Regions from separate parts of the Danio rerio genome. Here region 1 is linked to region 2. A link is a contact called in public HiChIP or PLAC-seq data. All regions are on one chromosome and are shown on one strand. Each heading gives the region's core, a stretch centred on a gene start, on an enhancer-like site or on the middle of the called end of the contact. The rest is flanking DNA. Distances are from core to core; before and after follow the strand shown.

The links. HiChIP or PLAC-seq counts read pairs in DNA pulled down with a chosen protein or histone mark.
Region 1: a contact with region 2 is called in an H3K4me3 HiChIP or PLAC-seq map of embryo, with 3 times the contacts expected there. The contact joins the promoter of efnb1 here to the enhancer-like site in region 2. A contact is called at or near these places in 8 of 18 Hi-C or Micro-C datasets (caudal fin, embryo, fibroblasts and 2 more) and 3 of 4 datasets of contacts at active chromatin or transcription factors (caudal fin, embryo and gastrula embryo).

The regions. Positions count from the first base shown.
Region 1 is chr5:37,222,814-37,229,199 of GRCz12tu, reverse strand. efnb1 (ephrin-B1) reads left to right here and starts at 1,544. Exons shown (of 5, transcript NM_131805.1): 1 at 1,544-1,662. The coding sequence starts at 1,544. It overlaps LOC103911089 (a long non-coding RNA gene), which reads right to left and starts at 484. Exons shown (of 7, transcript XR_012406162.1): 1 at 421-484.
Region 2 is chr5:36,918,683-36,925,837 of GRCz12tu, reverse strand. No RefSeq gene overlaps it. Among named protein-coding and RNA genes, the nearest start is that of efnb1, 310 kb to the left of the region's middle. Within about 2 kb of position 2,942, at least 41 of the 62 cell types and tissues checked have an H3K27ac peak or open chromatin away from gene starts, as enhancers often do.

The sequences.
Region 1 (6,386 bases), core at 295-2,794, 300 kb before region 2:
CTAAAACTAAATCATTTGGTTTAACATTTAATAACAGATTTTTAACGCCGATAGGGGGCGGTATTGGCTACTGAAAGGATTAGCGTTATCTTTGTTTGACCATCAAATATCATTAGTGTCACTCTCTTGGATGTCTTTGGGATAATGATTCTAAATCTGTTATTAAACGCTTATAGTGTAGAGACCTGTGTTTTTCAGCTGTAAGCCGTGAACTGCTGTGAATATTAAATAGACTTATATATAATAAATGAGTCCAGAAGCACATATCCTGGCGAAAACATGCAAACTAAAGCGATATACTTGAACCAACGTGGTTTACTGGAGTAACCATAGTTACAGCCATCTTAACAAAAACAGACAGTTGATCTGCAGAAAGAAGACAGTTGGTATTTTAAACTCAAACACTTTTAAGGAACTTACCTTTAAAAATGTCAAGACTCGCTATATGTTTTGTACATCAATCTCGCAGATCAACTCTGAAACTGGATGTACAGGCAGGGACACCGTGTTGCGACGTCGCACTAAACGTGCGCGTTGATTGGTTGATTTTGGAATTGGGGCGGGGCTTAGCGGCTCGGTGGGAGTGGATGTGATGGATCACAAGCCACTGCGTTGTGAACGGTGTGCGGGACTGACTGCGGACGCACCGGATCCACGGTTGAGCTCCGAAAAACTCTAAACAAGATCCAAGGCTAAAAGACGCGTCATTTAACTCGCAGAGGAAGCACCGAACTGCTGGAGTTTCCCATCTGTTTATGTGCTTGAGACGAAACTGTGTGTGTGCACCTTTCATCACGCGAGCCTGGAGCGGACAGTAGCTGATACCCCTTCTATCAGCATGGACTGAAAACGCCAGATCATACAATAGAAGAAGCCGCACAACTCGGGAGTTTACTTTTTACATCTTCTTTTGGAAAGAAAATCCCAATGGAACTGGACAGATATTTTTGGCAGTCCTGTGACTGACAGTTGAGATTTGTTCCTGGCTACTTTGAACATGGATATAGGTCGGTAAATTTCGGACAAAAAAAACAAACAAACAAACAAAACAAAACTGTTGCATATACGCACCGTAATGATCTGGGATCAAATCTGAAAGGAGTCTAATTTTGAATCTGACACATGATCAGGACCGGATCTGAGCACCAACCCGAACCCCAACACGGGATTGATGGTTCTTATACCTGTGTGCATGTCACCCACCCCCTATCTGGCGTGATTTGACCTTTTGTAAGGCTATAGCTCAACTAATAGATGAGTACAATAAAACAGTCACGCGTTGGTGTCTACCTGAGTGCAAGGTAGCAGCGATTTTGGTTATAAGAGAAGCGTTGGCCCAGAAGCCACTTGTGAAACGTGCGACACCTTTTTATATCATCCAGGCAACGCTTGAAACATTGGATTTGGAAGTTGAGCCCCATGGAGCCCCTTCGCCTGGACGCATAACCCGCTCTGTTGCATGTGGTTCGGCAACCCGGAGTACGGTCGACCGAAAGGATCTTATCTTCTTGCTGTCTTTGTGTCTCTCCGAGAACCGTATACGATGGCTGGAAGTGACGGCTCGTGGAAATATTACCTCTGGATTCTGACAGCCATGTGCAGATACGCGTTACCCGCAGCCAAATCACTGGAGTCGGTCGTGTGGAATTCGCAAAATCCCAAGTAAGTGCACGAGCTCGCGTTTAAAGTCCTCTAGAAATGTAGCCTACGGTCTTAGATTTGACTTGGAGCGCTTGTGAAATTGACACACAGTTTGAGTAGTTGACCTGAAAGTGCCGTTACTCGCTGTCCGGCGTGATGACATGAAGCTCGAGTCTGAAGTGACCGTGCAGGCGCGCGCTCTCCCGGGATATATCACACATAACGCACAGCTGTCATATAGGAGACTCCACCGCTGCTGCTCGTCGACTCGCAAAACCCTTAGTCAAATCGACCGCAATGCTATGCTACTTAAACTTCGTTAAATGTTTATTGGAAACATCGAAATGTAAATGTCTTGGCTTCTCCGTAATATAAATGTAGCGTGTGGCCTTGACGCGGGCCTTCATTAGAGACTTCTAAAAAGAATTGAGAAATAAATAAATCTGCTACTGTCTAGTGTTGTTGTGGTTAGCAGGAAAACTCTTTCTCTCATTATTCTCGGCTAGTCCATCTTTTCCTCTTTTCCCATGAGAGACGAGCTGACTTTCCGCCACCGGCCTGCCCTAATCCCGGCGGCCCGGTGGCTCTTCGCGTCTGTCATATTGATCAAATCAGAGTTGTGTCGAGAGAGTTAATAGGTTTTTAAGCAGGAGTTTCCTAGACGCTCATAAAATCTCCCTGATTGCTGCTCATAAAACGTTCAAGGGAGCGTCCAACATGTTTACTTAACCTGAATAATGGCTGGAGACGCCACAAGCTTGACTCAACAGAATCATAAAGAATGTTTTTTGTTTGAGTTGCTTTTGCTAAAAAAAGTTATGTAGGTGTACTCTCATATGTAGCCAAGCTTAGTGATTTATATATGATCCAAAAGAGTTATTATTATTTAGACTTGTTAGTTGATTAATGTGATGGGTTTGTTTTGTTCTTTTGTGTGGGACACTGGCTCTGTCTCAAAACCTAATGAACTGCCTACCCTGACAACATATTTGGGGCATCCAAATTGCATTTTGGGGACTTCTTGCTTGGCAGCTCCAAAGGGTTTGAGACACAGCCGCTGAGTTATGAGCGTAAACAGGGGGACAGGAATAGTGCACATGTGTTTTTCATCTCGGGGGGAATATTTTAATTAAGGAGTCTCTCGGCTGGGCTTGTAAAAAAATGTACGAAAAACTCGAAAACTTTAGCATGTGAGAACCCGAGGGGCGACGCGTAAACATAAATTGTGCCTTTAAATGTAAAACCGCACCGTAAATTGCGAATGAGCATAAATTTATGTTGTTTTTGTTTTTCCATTTTTACTGTTCTCATGCGTAAACTGAGTAAAGAAGGAGGACGTGGAAAAACAGTCATCTGTCTGGGTAAAACTTTAAAAAAATTATGTAATTACTACATAATTAATGATTAACAAGTATTTTGTTTATTTACACTCAAACATAAATGTTATGTACGACTTAAAAATCAAATAAATCAAATTTGAAGATATTTAAGCCTGTAGGCCAACTTAAACTATATTTCAAAAACTTATAAACTAAAATAGTTAAACTAAACTTTTCGTAACCTAAAATTTTCAAACACTGCTCCCTAATTTATATATTATATTAAAAGTTCTCCTTTATTTATCTATTTACAATTTGCAAGTTTAAAACAAACTCTGAATAAAATATGTAGCCTATTTGTTTGCGACATGCAAGCACATGGGAGTATATAAAAATAATTGAGTTAATAAATAATAATACAAAAATAATCAATATTAATATCAGAGATTAACCACTTAACGAGATCTTAAAAACCAACAACATCTGAGCTTCTTGTCCTGCGAGAAGAAAACTTCAGCTCAGTCGCCGGAGCCCCTCTGTGTGTGGATTGTTTTACTCGTTGAAGCAGCTTTGAGCTCCACGGCACAGCAGATGCTCGAACCGGCCTGGTCTGTTTTACCACAGTTGCTGCATGTTGTTTTAACTAGTTAATGTTTATTTGCTCACAGAATGTGTGTATGCACCTGTGCACAAGCTTGTGTGTTTTACTAAGTCACAGGTTCAGAGATCCTCTCAAATATGAAGCAAATATATAATAAAGTGTGTTAAGTTTATAGGAAGAAAATATTGGAATTGGATGTAACTGATGGTGAATGTTTTACAAGAGACATGTCTGCATATCTCAATCCTACATATCATTACAAATCAGCACAGTAACTACATATACATAAGTTGTGTGGATGAATTAATCATTGAACTCAAAGATTATCTTAAGCACTCTCATAAAGACATATGGGCCTTGGGCAAACACACTCTCTGTAGCGGACATATGGGAGCGTCCACCACCACTAAGTCACCCTTTAAACCTCTTACCAGACTCTCAGTAGTAACACACACACACACACACACACACACACACACACACACACACACACACACATATCTCTCTCGTTCCCATAATAATGTGCCATTTGTGTCTTAGGTCGGACTTCTCTCAGACTGAATGCGAAATATAATTGAAGGACTGTAAAATTAGAAGAAAAAAAATAACTCTGTCTGCGTTCTCCACCCCTCAGCACTCTGATATTTATATCAGCAAAATGCAAAGTTTACTGAACGCTAAAGCTACCGCTGCGTTTTCTCTGGAAGAAACATTTGGTGGAACAAGAGCTTCACTGATTTATTCTGTTGACACAATTATGTAAATTTAATTACTTCTAGACACAACTACACATACGCGCTCACGCACAGACTTACTGCTGGTTTCAGATGTATAATTCTGTTCCTATCTGCATGGTTCACAGCTATAATTTGGACTGAGAAAAATGTAAAAGTGACACCCCTCCCCTCCCTTCCTCTGCCTTGAGGGAAGAAAAGAGAAGTGGAGTCTGCTGGGAATAGAGAGAAAGCGACAGACACAGAATAAAGTAGCTAATCATTGGGACAATTATCACATTGAGGCAGAGATTCCAGGTTATATTTTATTCCCTTAATGTGTCACACACACTATACACCCAATCAGACGCACACACAAACAACAAAATAAGGACTCGCTTCGCTTCCCAGTTACGTCATCAAATTCTTCTAGCAGCAAATTAATATAATTTCAGCACATTCAAGTTCTTGCCAGCCACTCGCTTATCAAGAAAACACTCTAGCTGTTTAGAAACAATTTTCTTGTGAACGACTGCAAATTAACTCCATTTCTTTCCGCTTTTGGACTTTTTTTAAAAGAACAAAGTAAGAGGGGAATCCATGATATATGTATGAATGTGCCTGTGTGTTTTGGCCTTTTTCCAGTGCTAAGGGAGGAGATGAGGAGCTAATTGGAAATCTGTCTCTCATTAGCTCAAAAAATGCTACTGAAGTACTTTACTTATGTGTGTGTGAGTGTGCATTCAAGCGTACCGGTTTGTTCATTTACCCAACACTTTGTGCTGCACAATTAGTCTTAATCAGCAACTTCTGTGTGCACATATAACCATCTAAAGCAGCAGTTAAACATCCTGTTTAGCTCATGCACACTCTTTGAAAATGTTTTAAACAAAATTAAACACCAATCTTCAAAAGGAAACTGATTTTCTTTCTCCTTTTTCATATAGTTTTAGGCCCCGTTCACACTAATATGTTTTCACTTTAAAACACACAAATTTTGCCTTCCGTCCACACTACCCCTGAGTTTTTAAGCCCCGAAAACGAAGCATTTTGGAAACGCTGACGAGGCCATTTTGGTTTTAAAATACTGCTTCTCTGTGTCAATGTGGATGGGGGAAAACCAAGACAAAACTGAGGTGTGGCTGCAGATATTCGTCTATCTGATTTAGGCTTTTCCCTCAATATTAAGTGCACAAAGTTCAGTCTTGCATAATTTCCTCTTAAGTTCAGATTTCTTGTGAGACATTGACACTTTGATATAGAAAACAAACTTCCGAGGACAGGTCTTCAAAGGGAACAGTGTACTTTATAACATTATTCGCATCACCCTGCCGCGTTGTTTCACTTAATCTTAACAATAAAATAAAAACATGATATAAAGAACTGCCCATTTTCATTTTGATATTAACAACTTAACTGACACCAGAAATGTTGAGGCGTCATGTAGCTACATATTTAAATGGCCATCATCGTCACCGTCAGAAACGCCAGTGTGGATCATTTTTATTCTAAAATGCTGTTAAAACTAAAACGTAATAGTGTAAATGGGCCCTAAGTTATTAGGCTCCAATGTTGTTTTAAACCACACTGACATTACGAAAAAAAGTTTTTTGCTGCTTGTTCAAACTACTTAAAATGAGCTTAATCAACACAATTGTTTAGTTTTATTGAAAATGAATTTGTTCAATCAACTTATTAAGTTAATTTAATCCATTTGTGTGGGGACAACATGAAGGAATTGTGTGGAACCCAGCATTTTTTTACAGTACGGTTTTTACATAGAAATTTTAAAGTGTAGAAAGTCGTACAGGTTTTAAATGATGTGTGTTAGGTAATGATGATGATTTCTCAAAGAGCTGTCATTAAAAAATAATTAACGAATGAAAGAGAAGTGTAGAGTAGGCAGGGCATGGTAACCGTTTTTAAGTTATACCGTGGTTTGGAAAAGTCAAGGTTTTAAAACCTCCAAAATATTGAGGTATTTGTAAGATTCTTTATTAACATTTTTTTTTGTTTTAGGACAGTATCTCCAGCAGAAAAGATATCAAAAGATGCTGTTTTAATTGTAAAGAAATATGTGTGTTTGAAACTAATGAAGACAGCAGAAGTCAA
Region 2 (7,155 bases), core at 1,693-4,192:
AAACTTAAATTCACACTTAATATTCAGCACAGGTAATACATGTGGTGCATTCCTCTAAGGACTGTGCTCTTGTGTTTGTGCTTTGTGAGAGCATTAATGGCCTGTGAGGATCTGATAAAGGAAGAGTGGGGGTCTTGAAGCATCAAAAAGCTACAGGACGAAATATGTTAGACGGCAATGTAATATGCCACAAAAGTGTACAGCGGCTTCTCCTGAGAAAAAGTTGGAGCATTTAAATGTCACTAAAAGCACACAGAAATATGCACCGTTGCCGGTTTTCTCATCTATTTTTCATATCGACATAAAAAAAGCACACAAAGGGAGGAAGGGAGGTGTGAAAAAAGCTGCAAAAAGTGGTGGCGGGTTGAACTCTCCGGTGTGCCTTTTAATGCAGCACCAGTTTCACATGTTTTTTAACGCTGAAAAATCATCACTGGAGACCACGATGTGTCGAAACACATTGCCACTCACACACAATATCCAGACATGTTCAATAGAGTTTTACACTTGAAATAATAGAAATATAAATGTTATGGTAACACTTTAAAATAAGGTTGTATTAGTTAATGCATTTAAAAGCATGAACAAACAACAAACAATGCATTCAGTACAGTATTTGTTCATGTTATTTAATGTGATATCACTTTAGTTTAGGTCACAAACCATTAACTAACACTACTAGCTTAATAAGTGAAGTTTATTTATAAAATAATTTCGAGAGGATCACTTTCTTATGACTGCTTGTGGCTGGTCCTGCATTATTCAATTCATGATTCACCAATCAGACGATTCCTAAGCCACTATAAATACCCTAAGTTCCATATGACAGCCATCTTCGTTTTGAAGAATCCCCCCTTCCACCCCTACTTCTCCTCCTTTCCTAGATGGGTGGCACGGTGGCCCAGTGGTTAGCACTGTTGCCTCACAGCAAGAACGTCAATAATTTTAGTCTTTACCAAGTCAGCCAATATTTCTGTGCGGAGTTTATACGTTTTCCCCATGCTCACGTGAGTTTACCCTGTCCAAAAACATGCAACTTCAGTTAATTGACTAATTCAAATAGGCACCATAGACATGCACCTAGTAAGTAGTTATCTCTTAAGAGCAATCACTATCTGTTCATTAGCTACTACAGCAGGGAAGTTCTTGAGATCTACCTGAGCTCAAACTCTCCTCTAGCCTTACAAACTGGAGGGAGCCCCGGGCTCGAGGATCTTATGAGCTCAGGGCTCTCTCCTGGGAAAAACAAGCTTTATAATCAATCATCAGCTAAGTGTGAACTCTTGATACTATTAAGTAATCATTTAATAGTTAGGGTAGTAGTTGGGTTTAGGGATGCAAAATAAGATCAGACTTTATATAACTTGTAATGAACAGTTAGTATCTTAATATTAGGCAGGTAATAAGCCAGTAGTATTAATATAATAATTATAATAGCATGAATCGTGACCTAAACTAGAGTTAATGTTAACATTTAATAAAAATACAGTTGTTCATTGTTTGTTCATGTTAATTTACAGTACATTAACTAATGTTAACAGGTATAAATTTGGATTTTGGATAAGGCATTTATAAATGCTGTGGGCCACAAAGTAACGCAGGGTAAAACGTAATGCAGAGTTTTAAGGGATTTGCTCAGGGTTAACCATGGCGTGCTTTTGAGGTTTTGACCACAGTGTCAGCAAATGTTTTCCTGCCAATTATTAAAATAGTTGGGGAAAAAAATTTAAATCTGTGAAAGTATGTAAATGAAATTGTATATTGTTGTAGTTACCGTCTTCTTGGCTAAAAAATTTAACCGTTTTAAAAGATGTAAAAAAAAATAAATAGAAAAAAAACACTGAATGCTAGCCAGTTTTAAAGAAAAAAAGGTCACCGCAGGTTAGTTGTAACATGGTGTTACAAATAAGTCACACATTGTTGGACACCAATTAAACAACAAAATAATTGTTGAATTTTGAGTGTAATATTGAATTCCTTTTATGTTAAAAATGTATTTTAATAAAATATATTTTTTAATAGAAAATATAAATGTTATTACTAATAATGCAAATAAATGCATTGTATAATAATGGATAATAATGCAAATAAATCCAAATGTGTTTATCCAATAGATAAATAAATAAACATGCTGTGCTTTATAAGATAAAAAATGATTTAATGAATTTTGTAATGTGTTACAACTAACCCTCTGTCTGTTGCATCTTGCCCCACAGGTGGGGTAAACAGTAACATTTTTATTCCTGGCACTTTTGGCAATACTGCACAGAAACCATTTATTGAAGTGGCTTGTGTGTTGTTGGGGAAAAAATGGTTTGTCTAAGCCCATTACTTTGTTCATTATTTGGCCAAAACCAAAAAGTGTTACTTTGTGCCCAGTTTTATTTTTATTTTTTTGTATTGTTCATGATTAGTTCATATCACCAAATACATTAAGTAATGAAATCTTATTGTAAAGTGTGACCAACTTTATATATGTGAAAAATAATTTTACTATTCCTATAGTGCTCAAAGAATCTAATTAATCATTATGTTATTACTATATATTAAAGTTTTGATTACTTTTTGTACTTGATATTTTCTATAAATTAAGTAATAAAAAGATGAGGACAATGGACTGATTCTCCATTTAAACAACGAATCTCTCAACCAATTATGACACTTGGATTCTTAGTCCATGATCTGTTTCGAGTTTTAGAGACCTAAATATTTTGGAAATGAGTTTTAAATTGAAAATATGGATTCTTTTTGTGCAAACTCCGTTCAGACAATCAACAGATAAAAGTACATCATTTGCAGATGAAGGAGTCGCTAAACAGCCGTGTGTGCTGGTGGGTGCAGGGCTTTGTAGATGAGAGCGTATTGTCCCTTTAAGAGCACAAGTAGGTCGGCGGTCGCTGTGGCGTCGGCTGTGTCTGCGAGGCTAGTGATCTGATTGGTTGTGATTTGTGGGAGAGCTGATCTGATTGGTGGTGATGAGGTCTGTTTCACTGGGCCTGGCTCATGTGGGCCAGGTGTCAGAAAGCATCGTTTCCACACCAACGCATTACAATGAGACTGGAACAAAAGGGCTGACGGCGCAACCTAGAGAGAGAAGGGGGGGCACACACTGGGAGGACCGAGCGGGAGAATGGAGTTTAACTCCAGACTTGCCTGACATCATACTGAAAATGCAGATTGACCTCCGCTTTCCAAAGTGGAGTAGAACCGCAATAGGTCAAACTAGCTTCACTTTGAACCAGACAAAACAAACAGGAATTCAAATCAAAACATGCAGCAAACAAGCTTTCACAAACAAACCTACAAATTGCTGAAGGAACAAAATTATGTTATCAAAATCCAGGCCTTAAAGGGACAGTTCACCCCAAAAATTTAAATATACACACCATAAAGTTGTTTCAAACTTTTACAAAAACAAAAAAGATCTTTTGAAGAATGTTGGTCACCAAAAAATGTTATGTTCTGAAGTTATGTATTGAAGTGGGCTGACCATGTTCCTCAAAATATCTTCTCTACATCAAAACAAAGATACTCACACCGGCTTGAAACTGTTGGGTGGTGAGTAAATTTTCATTTTTGGATGAACTTCCTCTTTAACAATAACAACAATTTGCTTACAGATTACACTGGCGCTTATTAACATATAGTTTTTTTTTTATGTTTGCCTTTGTGTCTGCATGTCCTGTGAAGTGCAAATATTGACAGATAAGTTTTAACCAGAGGACCACTTCAGCCCATTATCACTTTGAAACATACGTGCACTGCCCCCTAATGGTTCCTTTCAACATTAAAAATGCACATGCCACTGCTCTGCAACAGATAAGAGAGTGCTCCTTTAACAATTATCCTTTCGAAATCTCAAATGATGAATGTTAAGACAATGCAGTGTCATCATCACTTAAGGGTGAAGCCACTGAGAAGCTGAAGTTTATTTACTGTACGGTGATCATTCAGAAGATCAATATGTGTGTGTGTGTGTGTGAAGTCACACAGCGAGAGGATGGTGTAATTATCTAATCGTTTCTGTTGAACGATCGCTCATCCCCAGCGTGGCATTTGGAAGACAGGCATCAGAAACTCATTTTAATGCCTATTATTAGTGCACACAATACTGAGAGTAGGAGTGGAGAAGTGAGAAAGGGAGAAGGGTGGGCGGCTCTCTGAATGTCAGATTCTCCTTTATTAACGCTGGAATTTTGTAAATCTAATTGAATGTTTTCTCAAGTTGAGGGGTCATTCAACACACACACACACACACACGCACACAAAACACACAAAGCAGTAATACACTCTTTAAAATCTATAAAAGGACCATTTTGGATTCCAAAATGAATCTTCATTGAACAGTTCTTAAAATATTAACTTCTTAAATGTAAACAACCCTAATTACCTATAATGCTGTTTCACACCAAAATGAAAGATTCTTTGGTTGTTAAAGGGCACCTATAGTGAAAATCTTTTGTAAGCCGTTTGGACAGAACTATGTGTAGGTATTAATTGTGTGTCCATAGTCATAGTGGGTGATATAAAGCCAATAAGTCTCTTTTTAAAAATGTTCTGACGTTAAAATAGGATCTAAATCCCTCCCAGTTTGAGGTCCACTGCAACATGTAGGAGTACAGTTTCCCCACCCACGAAATTGATTGACAGCCGCGTATTAACATGTCTCGGTAGTGACTTGTATGAACATATGCACAAGACAGGACGTGTGCAAAGCAACCAGGATTAAAGGATCTGTTCAGCTCGCTGTGATCATTAATCATCATCAAATGTGGTCAAGAATGAGTTTTACAAGTACAATTAGAAAAGAAGGCACTTTAATCCCGGTTTGTGGACGTTAATTCAGGTTTATTTTGTACAATAACATAAAGGAGATCCATACAGCAGTGGATATTATTGTGTATCCAGTCACATTTGCAATGCAAGAACAGTGCAAAGTACAATGTGCGCACTGTGTGTCCGCTGTCTGTGTGTGTGTGTGTGTGTGTGTGTGTGCGCGCACAAACTTTGTAACGGCATTGTGTGTACCTTATCATCACAGAAAGCCTTAAAATAACTCCACATCAAATAATAATTGGGAAAGTTCTTACTGTAGTATTTGTCACAAGCGTTATGTGAGATGTGCTTCCTTCATGTCTGTCACTGTGCTGTTTATCTGACGCAGCAAGTGCACACTCTGTATGACATGTGGGAAAAGTGGGTGAAAATTTTAAATATGCTAATAGGTATAATAAATAATCTGATGGTTGTTTTGAGCTGAAATTCTACAGACACAATCTGATGTGAAGACACAAAAGTCTTATATTAAATCGTGAAAATGCAGTTAAAAGAGGTGCCCTTTAAAGCTTCTTTATGGAACTATCAAAGCCAATAGAGAACCTTTTATTTTTTAGTGTACAACAACAGCAGCAATGATCACTGGTAATAACATATTATCATTGTATACATATATAATTATATGTTAATAAACAAGATTTGTTAATATTATTGTAATAACGAACCATTAAACAAATTAAAATGAGCAATTTTTTGGATGAAAAAAGCAATACAGAATTAGTTTTCATACTGAATATAACGATGTGATGCTGATATTATTGTGACATTTAAAATATTTCTTTCAATTTAGTTATGTATTGTGTATTTTAAGTTCCTTCATTTATTCAGCTTAGTCTCTATTTCAGCTCTCACCACAGCGGAATGAACTGCCAACTATTCCAGCATATTTTTTATGCAGTGGATGCCTGTCCAGCAGCAACTCAGCACTGGGAGACACCCATACATGCTCATTTACATACACACTCATATACTATGGCCAATTTACTTTATCTATTCATTTACTTCACCTTTATCACATCTTCGGCCGGTTGAAGAAATTGGAACACCCGTAGAAAACCCACACCAACAAGGGGAGAACATGCAAAATACACACAGAAATGCCAACTGGGCCAGCTAGGACTAGAACCAGCAACCTTGCTGTGAGGAAACAGTGCTAACCACTGAGCCACCGTGTCACCCTGTATTTTTAGTTATTTGGACTAATAAAATATTTTTTAATTAACATAAAATGACATATAGAAGGCAGCACAGTGGCGAAGAGAGTAGCGTGATCATCCCACAGCAAGAAGGTGGCTGGTTCAAACCCTAGCTGGGTAAATTGGCATTTCTGTATGGAGTTTGCATGTTCTCGCTGTGTTAGCATAGGTTTCCACCGGTTACCCACACAGTATTAAGACATGTGCTATAGGTGAATTCAGTAAGCTAAATTGGCCGTAGTGTATGTGTGAATGTACGAGTGTATGGGTATTTCTAGGAGTTGGGTTGCAGCTGGAAGGGCATCCGCTGCGTAAAACATATGCAGGATAAGTTGGCGGTTCATTCCGTTGTGGCGACCCCTGATTAATAAAGGGACTAAGCCAAAAAGAAAATGAATGAATAAATGAATGACATATAAAAAATATTAGGTTATGAGTATCGGACAGAATATACTGATGCACAAAACCATCACTGTAATACGAACACCATCTAACCCCTCCAACCTCTCAGTAATATCAATGTAACATGTTCAGATCAGTTACAGCTTATCTGACACCACGTTCTGCATTGATTTGCTCATATATGCATTGATTTCTTTCCTCATTCAACTCAGTTCACATGTCAGGAGCAGAAGCTCAATGCATCTGATCATCATGTAGCGCGCTGGGACAATTCCCATCTCCCAGAACAGCAAAAGATCCGGTGCTCACATTGAACTGAATATTTAAAGCGCTTGAGCTCTTTCATTCAAGCGGTTAAGAGTTCCAGCTCATAAAAAACTCAAAGGAAACATTCCCTTTTGAAACCAACCAAATAAAGCACACAGACCAATCAAAATGTTCCAGCTTCACATTCAGGCAGAATCTGGAAATATAAATAAAGAAAGGAACTGTTATTTAAACTCGATACTGATCTTTATGAAAACGGTTTCATTTCTCAGTAATAATGAAATATCTCTCTGGCAGAATAAACAAATAAAGCAAGCCTCGTATACGCCAGCGGCTGTTTTTCTTCATAAGCAAGAGCATGAAAACAGTCCTGAACGGTAAGCTCTTTCATCTTGAGGAGAATGAAGAGTTTCTTTTCCACGGATGCTTAAGCACCGAACTGAGACAGACACCA